3 separate regions of the Sus scrofa genome follow, and all the other regions are linked to region 1. The links are chromatin contacts, called in public promoter capture Hi-C maps. All regions are on one chromosome and are shown on one strand. Each heading gives the region's core, a stretch centred on a gene start, on an enhancer-like site or on the middle of the called end of the contact. The rest is flanking DNA. Distances are from core to core; before and after follow the strand shown.

Region 1 (3,618 bases), core at 448-2,947:
TCCTACTTCCTCCGGGACAATCAGTAAATAACGCGAGGGTTTTATGCTACAAAAGATCAGAGAATAATAGAATTGAGCTGCAAGGGATCTTAAAGGCCATAACATTTTCAGTGCCTTTTGATTCTCAAGATGATTGTGACGATTTGACCAGAGCATTTGTATTTGAGTGATTAAGACTCAGTTTTGTCCAAATATAACCAAAAAAGATGATTTCATAGTCACAGGAATATTTAGAAAAGTAATCCTCAGAACTGTTCCACCCTACGAAGAGGGACAAGGATGTTCCAAAAGCGTCAGTTTCTCCTTTCAAAAGTCAGTTCCCGGTCTGGGGGCCTTTTTGGTCCATCTTGGGCCCTGGTCTCTGCCTCTTAGGCTGCTCTCAGCCTGTTAGGTGGCTGCCTTCCGCATGGTGCCGCAAACAGCCCGCTCTGTTTTGAGTTTGCTGGGAGTGTGCAACCAGTTAGGTACCTGCTAGTGACAACAGAACGCTCAAGGTTTCTGATGAAACAACACCGGGTCAGTTTTGCTCTGCCCAACCCATTTATATCTGGCTCTCAAGTTGAGGTCTAAGGAAATTCCCAGGCACCATAAAGTTAAGGGAAGAATTCCAGCTTTCCTTCTGCTCATCAAAGGGTACCAGAGGCACAGGGGAAGTTGGTAGACGAGAAGTCGACCTGTCAAAGTCTCCCTAAATGGAGCGCCCGGCTCCTTTCCCCAACCCCCTGGCATCTTCACTCCCACGAGCCCTGCGGCCGCCGTGGTCTCCACACTGCGCTCGGTGCGGAGTCACACGCCAGAGCTGCAAAAGACGGTCGTCAGTAAAGCAGTTGCGGCAGGTGATGGAGCAAGGGCACCGCGGCGGCGGCCAAGAGCCGTCTCCTAACCTTAATGCCCTTAATGCCGAAAGACAGTTTAGTATGTTCCCGGGCGCGGAAATCGTATAAAGCACCAAAGCACCTCGCTCCTCGGGCTGAGCCCTGGGCCCGTCGCGTCCCCTTCGCGCCCCCACCTGTTGGGCAGCATCCCCGGGCTCCTTCGGGCCCAAGTGCTTTGGAAACTGTCAACGGAAATCCAGAGGCCAGGGAATGTGACGGGCGATCGTAACTATGCAGAGGACATGGAGCCCAAGTAGCGGACCTATGGGGCCGGGCCTCGCGGGGGTCGGGGATCTGGAGCCCGGCCCTCAGCGCCGCGGCCGCGCAAGCGATGCCAAGACCGGGCGGGCGGCGCCGGCGCACTCCGGGCACCGAGCCTGCAAAAGGAGCCCGGTGCGAGCGACCGGCCACCTCGCAGACGGCGGGCAGCGGGCGCAGAGGCCGCCGCCCCGAGGCTCCTCGGCCGACCCTCCGCCCGTCGCCGCCGCCACGCTCGGCCCGCTCCCGCCGGGCCCCCGACCCGAGCCCCGGAGGCGCTCGCTCTCCCCGGCCGCGCGGCCCGGCGGCATGGAGTCCGGCGCGGGGTCCCGGGCGGCGGACCCCGGCGCGGCGCGAGAAGCCATCGCGCGTCACGGCGAGGGCAGGAAGAAGATGGCGGCGGCCGTGGCGGCGGCGGCGGCAGCGGCGGCCTCGCACGCGCCGCTGACGCCAATGGCGCGCGCCGGCCGGCGGGCCGCGGATGGCGGCGGCAGCGGCAGCGGCAGCGGCGGCGGCCCGGGCTCCGGCGAGGGGCGGGGCGAGGCGGGAAGGGGGCCGGCCGGAGGCGGAGGCCGGGCTGGAGGCTGGCGGGAGGCGGTAGGGACGGTTTGTTGTGCTCGGAACATGGCGGGCGTCGGCGACGCGGCCGCCCCGGGAGAAGGCGGCGGTGGCGGCGTGGACGGCCCGGAGCGGGACGGCCGGGGCGAGGCGGAGCAGCCGGGCGGCGGCGGTCACGGGCCCCCGCCGGCGCCTCAGCACACCGAGACGCTGGGCTTCTACGAGAGCGACCGGCGGCGGGAGCGGCGCCGCAGCCGCGCAGGTGAGGCGAGCGGGCGGCGCTAGGCCGCGGCGAGGGCGCGGAGGGCGGCGGGGGGCGCCGGGGGAACTCCCGGCCGCGAGCTCCGCGGCCGCCGCCGCTGCCTCCGGGGCCGCCGGGCTGTGGGCGCGCGGACCCGCCGCGGCTGCCGCGGGTCCCGCGGCTCCGCGGCCGCTGACAGCTCCCAGGGCGGGTCCGCGCGCCGCGCCGGGGCCCCCACCGCACAGGCTGGGCCAGGTGCGTCCGAGAGCTGGGGCTGCGGCCCGGGAGTTGCTTCCTGGGTCACTTGACTGCTTTTAAAAAGTCTCTTATTAAAAAACACAACAAAACGCCTGGGGTGTTCTCCCGTGCTCGAGAACGTTGGCGAGCATCTCGCACGTCTCCGGGAGCACAAAACGGAGACGCTCACGGCTGATGTCTTCATTATCGACGTGCCAAGGTGACTTTTGTTCTGTGTTTTAAGCAAACTTGAGCACGACAGACCTGTTAACGTGCCCTCCACACAGGTGTTCCTCGCAGCTGACAGTGTGATGATAATGGCCGTGAAGTACAGTACTTTTGCCCAGGACATAAATATTTCGTATTCCTGCAGATGTTACCTGTGAACTTTTCCTAAACTGAAACTTAAGTCACTTTAAAAATTAAGGGGGGGGGGGGAGGCTGCGTAAGATGCACTTGTGAATCATACTTCTAATGATCGGTTTTAGGCGTATTGTTATATTATTTCTTTCAGCTTATAGGAGTTTATTTTTGCTTTTAGAAGAAATGTTAAAGTTGCATTTTTAGTCATGTTGCAGTTGTATATTAGGCTTATAAAAAGGGAAGACTTTAAGATGTCTGGTTCATTGACTGTAGAGTTATCACAGCATTTTAATTCTGGGATAGCTTTGAATTTTGAACAGCAACGGACCTGAAACGCCAGTAAATTTCTTCCCATTAAAAAATTGCATCTGGTGCACCGTAGGAGCTGTATTAGCCGTTGTTTCCTGCGGTTCATGCAAATAAATGTTGAAGTCCTAAGGTTTCCTGCACTGACGGTTGTACTTTGGTATTGAAAATGTGGGTGTGCTTAAGTGCCTTGAGGCTGATCAGGTGAGGTCCCGATTATCAGAACCAAAGTAGGTTAGATTTTGAAGAGGACTTTAACTTTGAAAAATTAAGTACAGACTGTGCCTTGTTTTGTCTTTTTCAATGAACCACTTAAAAATTCTCAACTTTGTTTGATTAAGTTGTCTGTTAAACACTTGCTTGGGAGAGTGTTTACTTTCTGAATTGGCAGGATCCAAGTTAGACCAAGTATTAAATCTCTCAGCTGTCTACTTACTTAGACTTGAAAATTAAAAGCACTCTGATGCAAAGAGAAACACAAGTGGCCAGGTTTCACTATGATTTCTTTGGAATATTTCTGAGTTTCAGGAAAGCTAACATCTTTAAAAGGCCTTTTGTTGTTGTCGTTTGCATGTGCAGAGAATGAAGTCGTTAGGAGCCTTTTGCTGAGCACAGATGTCGGGCCCCAGGAGTAACCCTTAGCACCCCTCCCGTGGCCTTTCCGGCCCCGGGTCTGGATGCCTGGTTCGGTGGACTCCGTAGACCTCACGCTGCGTGCCTTCTTCGTCAGCGTGGGTTACTGAGTGTGCTTTATTTAACATGTTTGAAGCTGGACTTTTT
Region 2 (3,618 bases), core at 322-2,821, 1.3 Mb before region 1:
TTCTATTATCCTCTCCACAGCTGGTTCTCGTTTATAGACTACCATTGCATATTTAAGGTAATGAACAAACTCCTGATGAAAATCTGTTTTGTCATCCATCTGAAAGACAAAAGAAACCCTTTACTGCACAGATAAGAATTTTTTCACATTACCCTAAGACGCTGAAAACACTAGCCATAACTCCAACAAAATAAATTTAGTAATCTCTCAATTATCCAAACCATCAAAGGGAAAATAAATTTGTACAGTTTCTTTCTAGAGAAATTTCTCCCAGGGAGAAAACAAACGGGAATTTTGATAGTGAAAGGATTCCTCTGATTTTTTTTTTTTTTTTTTTTTTGCTGTCAATATCCTGGAATCCTCAATACGATGCCTTGGTACCGGTTTAAGTAAAAATCTGCTTCCTCCTGAACAATCCAAAAAACAACGGCTTTTACATTTATATATTTAACCTTAATATTACACAGGCGTTTCCTTTCGATTTAACTTCCACAGTCTTATATCCTCAAGCCCCATTTTCCTGACTTACAATTTTTCTTGGACCTCAAAATAATTCATTTTGCGAAATTCACTGTCCTATTCTTCTCAAGGCTCCCTTCAAAACGAAACAAAGTTATTCACCGGACTAGGAAGAGCCACGTCCTAATGATTAATTTGCTAATTAGTGAGTTGATTCAATTCAACTGTGGGGGGAGGTAAAGTAATTTGACGAGGTCGGTGACCAGGGGCAATCACCGCTGAACCGCCAAGTTCAGGGCCACTCCGCGACCTTACAACTAGGTGCCCGGTCCCCCGAGTGAGCACAAATGTTTCTCCAAATTCATCCCCAACCGACAATTAACGGTCCGCGCGGGAAGCCGCTAGGGAGGCGGCTGGGAGACCTCAGGCAAAAGGCCAGACCTATCCGAACCGGGTCGGAAAGGTTAAGGAGGTTGGAGTCGTGGTGCGCGTAGTCGGGAGGGTCGCGGGAAGCCCCTGGGAGAGACAAGGCTGGGGAGGGGCAGGGAGGGCCCGGGGCCGCGCTTACCGAGCCATAGGTGCGGCTCAGCGCCACCACCAGCTTCGCCTGGTTCTGGTGCGGCTGCTGCGCCAGCTGGAAAGCCTCCTTAATCGGCAGCAGCCTCTTCTCCGCCCCCATGGCGCCGGGACCCAGCAGGAACGAAGTCTGTTCAGCGTTTCGGCGCAGCCGGTTCGACTGACCACCGCGGAGGTCTCCACAAAGACGCCTCAGCCTCCAGTCTCAACAGCGGACAGCCGGGGGCGTGGTTACCGCCAGAGCATTCAAATAACTCCCGCGGGAGAAGGAAATACCGCGAGATGGCGTAGAGCGGCGAGAGCGGGATCCACTGGCTTCCAAGCCGCCGTTGGGGCGCATGCGCTTAGGGTCTTTTAACCCTTTTTTCTGATTGGGAAGCGGGGTTCCTAAGAGAAGGGGGCGTTGGCGCCCCCGGAAGTGGTTTCCACCTGGAGGGCTAGCCCTGCGGCAATGAGACTGTTGGAATCGAGCTTTTGGCGCTAGGCCTAGACGGGTCTTACGGCTAGGGTTGAAGCGAGAAAGAAGAAAGGATCCTTCGTGGGTGAGAAGAGGGAGTCTGCAGAGGGGAAGAATCCCTGCTCCCGCCGAAGGGGAGGAGGGTTCGTGCGGAGATCCGTCAGGAAGGGAGAGCTAGGGCGTGCTCGAGTGCCGGGCAGCGGCCTGGCTTCTCCCGAGAAGGGGCTCATTCCTGGGTCGGCTGAGGGCGTTCCGAAGTCTCCCGATGGAGGTGGGCCACTGTCTTTTTAAGCCCCGAGCGGTGGGTTGGAGGGTCTGCGAACGGAGGCGGCCTTGTGGAACGACTGCGTAGAGAGGCACCAGTTAATTCAGATAGAGTATATAGAGTAGACCTGGAAAGCTCTAAGGTGCATAAGGAGGTTTTCAACAAAGGAGACCACAGAATGGAGAAAAGGTTTAGAGTAGCGGTTAAGGTAAAATCCTTTGGAGTGTCTTCCTGCAGGCACTAAGCCTTTAGTTTTTTAATGGAATTATATCCAGCAGAAACCAATATCTCAGTACCCGCAGCCAGCTTAAAAAAAAAAAAAAAAAAAGACAAATCCGCCGGCATACCCTTTTCCTATTGAATTACTTTCCCTCCCCAGCAATAATGGATTTCCTGAATTTGCTGTTTTTATGTATTAAAAGACGAATAAATCTCGTAATAAGTATGTGTTCATGTGCTAAGGTGTATATGCAACTTGCCATTTTTTAAAATCTGTTATTTGAGGTTTATTCATATTGATACTGTCATATCACTAACACTTTATGGATCCTTTGTTGAGGAAAAGTTAATCCATAGTTTACCTGGGAAAGAAATGGAAAATTTTATTTAAGCCAACCTGAGGATTATCACCTGTGAGACTTTCAGGAAGCTCTGAGAACTGCTGTGTAAGCACTGTTATGTATGAGGTATTATTGACAAGTTGACACAATCCAGATGTACAGGTACCTTGTGATTAGTGGATCATGGGTCATTGTGACGCTTTACAATTAAGAAAGAACGTCATCTTCTGATTAGTGGCAAATACACAAGACGAGGGAGCAGGCCGAAACAGGCACAGAAAAATTTTATTTCATCACCTTATATACCAGACACTATCCTAAGCACTTTACCTCATTTAATCAGTAGAAACAATCCCTGTAAAATTTTATTTCATCACCTTATATACCAGACACTATCCTAAGCACTTTACCTCATTTAATCAGTAGAAACAATCCCTGTAAGGTAACTTTCTCCTTTTTAAAAAAACAGGTACAGGGAGGTTGCTCTAGTATTCTCTCATAAGAATATGCCATAATTCATTCTCTTGCTTCATAATCCTAGTTCCTGAAGTGTTGTAGGTTTTCACATGCTAGGTAAAATAACAGTAGCAATTGGGTTGCCCATAATTTAAAAAGCATCGAAATGCCTAGTTTCTGAAAAGGCAAGAGGGGTGGATATTTTAGGTTCATCAGGTAGAAGAAAAGCATAGAGGAAAAGCATAGAAGTTGAAGAATGCATGGAATATACTAATGTTTTATTATCTCGCTGTAACTAAAATGTAAAATGCGTAGACAACCCTGGTGAAAGAAACCTGGAAAGGAAATTTAAGTATATCCAAAATATCATTTCAACATATACTCAATTTTACTTTTTTTTTTCCCTGCCAAATCTTTGATACTGGGTAGCCACATTTCAGATGCTCAATAGACACATGGGGCTAATGGCCACAGAGTTAGATAGCATAGAACTATTCTTTGGGAACCACCGAGTATTACATTTGTTTTTCACCTGAAGTCACCTGGTGAACTAAAATACCTCCAAATATTAGTTTGTTCTATTTTTGTGGCTTTTAATTGCTCTGTCTTGATGCTTTGGGTGCCTGCTACCTTTGTTGCTTTGTTTAATGCCGCATCCAGCGCTACAGGGCAGTTAGTTACACATTTGGCAATGTAGAAAATAGCAATTTTGTGAAACGTTTATAAAAATATAGCAATAAAAATATAGATAGCGGTATTAGTAAAGTCATAAACAAATTTACAAGCGCTTTCACCCTGTTCAGCTGGCTTAGTTGTTTCTTTTCTTTAAAGGAAATTATATACTG
Region 3 (3,618 bases), core at 818-3,317, 1.2 Mb before region 1:
AATAAGGAGGTAAATCTAGGAATCATTACTTGTCTTTGCATAGCAACATGTGACTTTAAAAATGTTTTCTGGGAGTTCTCTGGTGGTTCAGCAGGTTGAAGATATGGCCTTTTCATTGCTGTGACTCCAGTCGCTGCTGTGGCAGGGGTTCGACTGTAGCCCAGTAATTTCCACATGCTGTCGGCATTTCCCCCCACCCCCAAAAAAGTTTTCTGGAATTCCTGTTGTGGCTGAGCAGTTAATGAACCCGACTGGTATCCACGAAGACATGGGTTCAATCCCTGGCCTTGCTCGGTGGGTTAGGATCCAGTGTTTCCGTGAGCTATGATGTAGGTTGCAGACACGGTTCAGATCTGGCATTGCTGTGGCTGCAGTGTAGGCCAGCAGGTACAGCGCCAAGTGGACCCACAGCCTGGGAACCTCCATAGGCCGAAAGTGTGGCCCTAAAAAAAAGACAAAAATGTTTTCTGACTTATGGCAACTCTGTGAGGTGGAAAGAACATGCAGTCTTTTTCCCACCTGACAGATAAGAAAACCAAAAACCTAGTCTGACCAAGCAGCCGAAGTACAACAGAACTGGGCAAGAATTTGAATGCCTTCCCCAACGGTCCCCCAGTGCTTTCTATAAAAACCCCATGGGCACTTAGACCAAATTGTGTCCTGTCTTTCCCATCAAAGAAAATAGGCTTCCTTGGCATTGGTAACCCTTTCAGGTTCTAACTTTCCTAAGCATGCCCACTGCCTGGGATTCCACTGCTGGGAACTAAGCAGATAGGAAACAGATGTTACCTGAGTAGGATGGAGTCCCACCGTTTCAGAAAGAGCAGGGGACAGGCATCTGGTCCCGACACCATCTGTGATTCCAGGGAGGCTGAACTCAAGTCCCACCCAGAACATTCCTTGCCAGGGACAGCCCTTCTGGTCCTCAAGCCTAACTCCCACGCCTGTGCTCCCCATGCCCCCAGCCATTCCTATTTTTCAGCTCCCCCAAGGCCAGGGAGTAACCTTCTTCACAGTGCTCTGGAGCTCAATTTCAGGTGGAGAAGGCAATCTGCAGGACACTCTATCTCTCCTTTTTTTTTTTTTTTTTTTTTTGGCGCGCCCGGGGTATGCGGAAGTTCCTTAGCCAAGAACTGACCCTCACGGACTGGAGCCTCCGCAGCAGCAGTGACAAAGCAGGGTCCTTAACCCATTAAGTCACCGGGTAGCTCCTAGGGCACTCTCCTTTTAATTTTAGCAAGATAAAGGGTCTCTCCTTTTTTCTAAAGAGACGTTGTTTTTCTCTAGAAACCTTCCAGGCAGTTTACTCCCGAAGGACCTGTGTTTTCCTAGCCTTCAACTGCAGCGAGGGAGGGAGGTCTTGGTGTGGAGCCCGGGGACTCTGAAACCCCAGAGAACATTTCACCTCACCAAACCTGAGCATCCTCCTAGCTAAGGTGGGAACGATCCTGGCAACATCCTTCTCTGGGTTACTGAGACTAAACGAAATAATGAAATAAGGGGAAACGGTAGCTACGGCTAAAATTTTCCTCCCGCGCAGAGTTCTGGTCCTAGCACTTCCAAGCCCATCCTCGCTACAAAGCCGACTGGCGAATGCTGGAGGGATCGGCAGCCCTCCGCAGCCTGCTGCCAAAGCCGAGATTGGAAACTGGAAACGGCAGGGAACTTTTCTTTTTAGCCAATGTTTGCAACTTGGCTCAGAAGACCGGACACCGCGGCCTTGACCCGCCCCGGAGTCCCGGTCGCCCGCCGGCAGGGCTCTCGCCGCGTCCCGAGGGAGAACCGCGGCCTCTCACCTTCGTCATGTTTGCAGCGTCTGGACCGGGTCCCCAGAAACGCCTCACGCTCAGCTGTCGGACGGCGACTCGCGCAGCAGCCGGAAGAGGCAGCAAGAACATCTTTTCGGCTCGGCCCCCCGCACCGCCCTCCAACGAGCACGTGGCGCATGGAGAGCGGGCGCGCTCCTAGGAGCCCCGCTTTCGGGGGCCGCGGGCGCGCGCCTCGGGGGCGGGGCAGGTGCCGGGGGCGTGCCAGGCTTGAGCCAGGGGCGGGGCGATTGGCTCTCCGTCGGTGAGGGGGAGGGCGGGCTCCAGCACAGCGGAGCGTTCTTGCGCTTGGGAGGCGGGGCGGGTGCCCAGGGGGCGGGGCGGGCGGCGGCGCTGAACAGGGCGGTTCTGGGAAAGCTGTGAAACTTCGGCGGCCGCCGCCGCTTGCACTTGCGGACGGAGGCGAAGGGGCGGGGCTCTCGGAGGAGCGCACTAGAGAGGGGCGGAGTCGCGGTTGTGCGGCACCTGGAGGGGTGGGGGTGGAGGCGCTGCTGCCGGGAGGTGGAGGTCGCAAGCAGACTTATTGCAGAGGTTTGAGTAAGGAAGACCCTCTCGCTGAGTTATTTTTGTTACTGTCTCTTTTTGTTTGTTGGTTTTTTGGTTTTTGCCATTTCTTGGGCCGCTCTCGCGGCATGTGGAGGTTCCCAGGCTAGGGTCCAATCGGAGCTGTACCCACCGGCCTACGCCAGAGCCACAGCAACTCGGGATCCGAGCCGCGTCTACAACCTACACCACAGCTCACGGCAACGCCGGATCCTTAACCCACTGAGCAAGGCCAGGGATCGAACCTGCAACCTCATGGTTCCTAGTCAGATTCCTTAACCACTGTGCCACCACGGGAACTCCTACTGTCTCTTTTTTTGAACTTCCATTTGGTGCAGGGGTTCAACATTGTAAGACAGTTAACCCAAATACTGTTTTTGAATTGAGAAGCTTTGCCGGTAGAGCTGAATGTTTAAAAATGTATTTGTAAAAGGAGTTTTACATTTTTTATTGTAAAAACAACAACACGGTTGAATGGAACTCCTAGAACATAATGAAGCACAAAGAAGGATATGAAATGTTACACCAGTGTCTGATCCCGGTTTTAGCTGGGTCTTTGCTTTTAGCTCGGGGCGCGGGGTGGACGAGGTCCACCAACTGAAGTGTGTACCTTCCTGGTCTGGGGAGGGAGGTTGGAGAGAATGTCTATTTCACTGTCTAAGGGCTAGACACAACAGAGATATGACTGTCCATTCTTTTTTTAAAAATTCATGCAAAGTTGATTAACAATGTTGTGTTTCAGGTGTACCGCAAAGTAATCCAGTCACACACACACAAACACACACACACACGTAAAATTTTGAATACAGTTCCTTGTGCTATACAGCAAATCTTTGTTGGTTATGATTGACTGCTTTGGAATGCAAGATTTTGTCATCCACAACCCCTAAGTTTATATAAAGTGTTTACTATGTTTTCTGTTCGAAAGTATGGGGTACAACAGAATTTAAAGTATCCCTGGCCTCAGAATTCCCATCGTGGCACAGCAGAAACTAATCCAACAAGGAACCATGAGGTTGTGGGTTCAATCCCTGGCCTTGTTCAGTGGGTTAAGGATCCAGCATTGCCATGAGCTGTGCTGTAGGTCGCAGGTGCAGCTCGGATCCTGCGTTGCTGTGACCGTGGTGTAGGCTGGCAGCTGCATCTCTGATTCGATCCCCAGCCTGGGAACTTCCATGTGCTATGGGTGCAGCCCTAAAAAGCAAAAAATAAATAAATAAATAAATAATAAAAGTGTCTCTGGCCTCAA

The links. Promoter capture Hi-C pulls out the DNA fragments that hold promoters and counts their contacts.
Region 2: a promoter capture Hi-C map of fetal liver shows a contact between it and region 1, with 3 times the contacts expected there. The contact joins the promoter of DCAF16 here to the promoter of TAPT1 in region 1. A contact is called at or near these places in 1 of 5 promoter capture datasets (fetal liver) and 1 of 47 Hi-C or Micro-C datasets (embryonic fibroblasts).
Region 3: a contact with region 1 is called in a promoter capture Hi-C map of liver, with 4 times the contacts expected there. The contact joins the promoter of LAP3 here to the promoter of TAPT1 in region 1. A contact is called at or near these places in 1 of 5 promoter capture datasets (liver) and 1 of 2 datasets of contacts at active chromatin or transcription factors (alveolar macrophages).

What each region holds. Positions count from the first base shown.
Region 1 is chr8:11,413,778-11,417,395 of Sscrofa11.1, reverse strand. TAPT1 (transmembrane anterior posterior transformation protein 1 homolog) reads left to right here and starts at 1,697. Exons shown (of 14, transcript XM_005666539.3): 1 at 1,697-1,953. The coding sequence starts at 1,758.
Region 2 is chr8:12,761,730-12,765,347 of Sscrofa11.1, reverse strand. It overlaps DCAF16 (DDB1- and CUL4-associated factor 16), which reads left to right and starts at 1,571. Exons shown (of 2, transcript XM_013978553.2): 1 at 1,571-1,763. It overlaps NCAPG (condensin complex subunit 3), which reads right to left. Exons shown (of 22, transcript XM_021101058.1): 2 at 1,028-2,063; 3 at 1-99. The coding sequence starts at 1,138.
Region 3 is chr8:12,588,784-12,592,401 of Sscrofa11.1, reverse strand. LAP3 (cytosol aminopeptidase) reads right to left here and starts at 2,067. Exons shown (of 13, transcript XM_003356870.5): 1 at 1,797-2,067. The coding sequence starts at 1,898.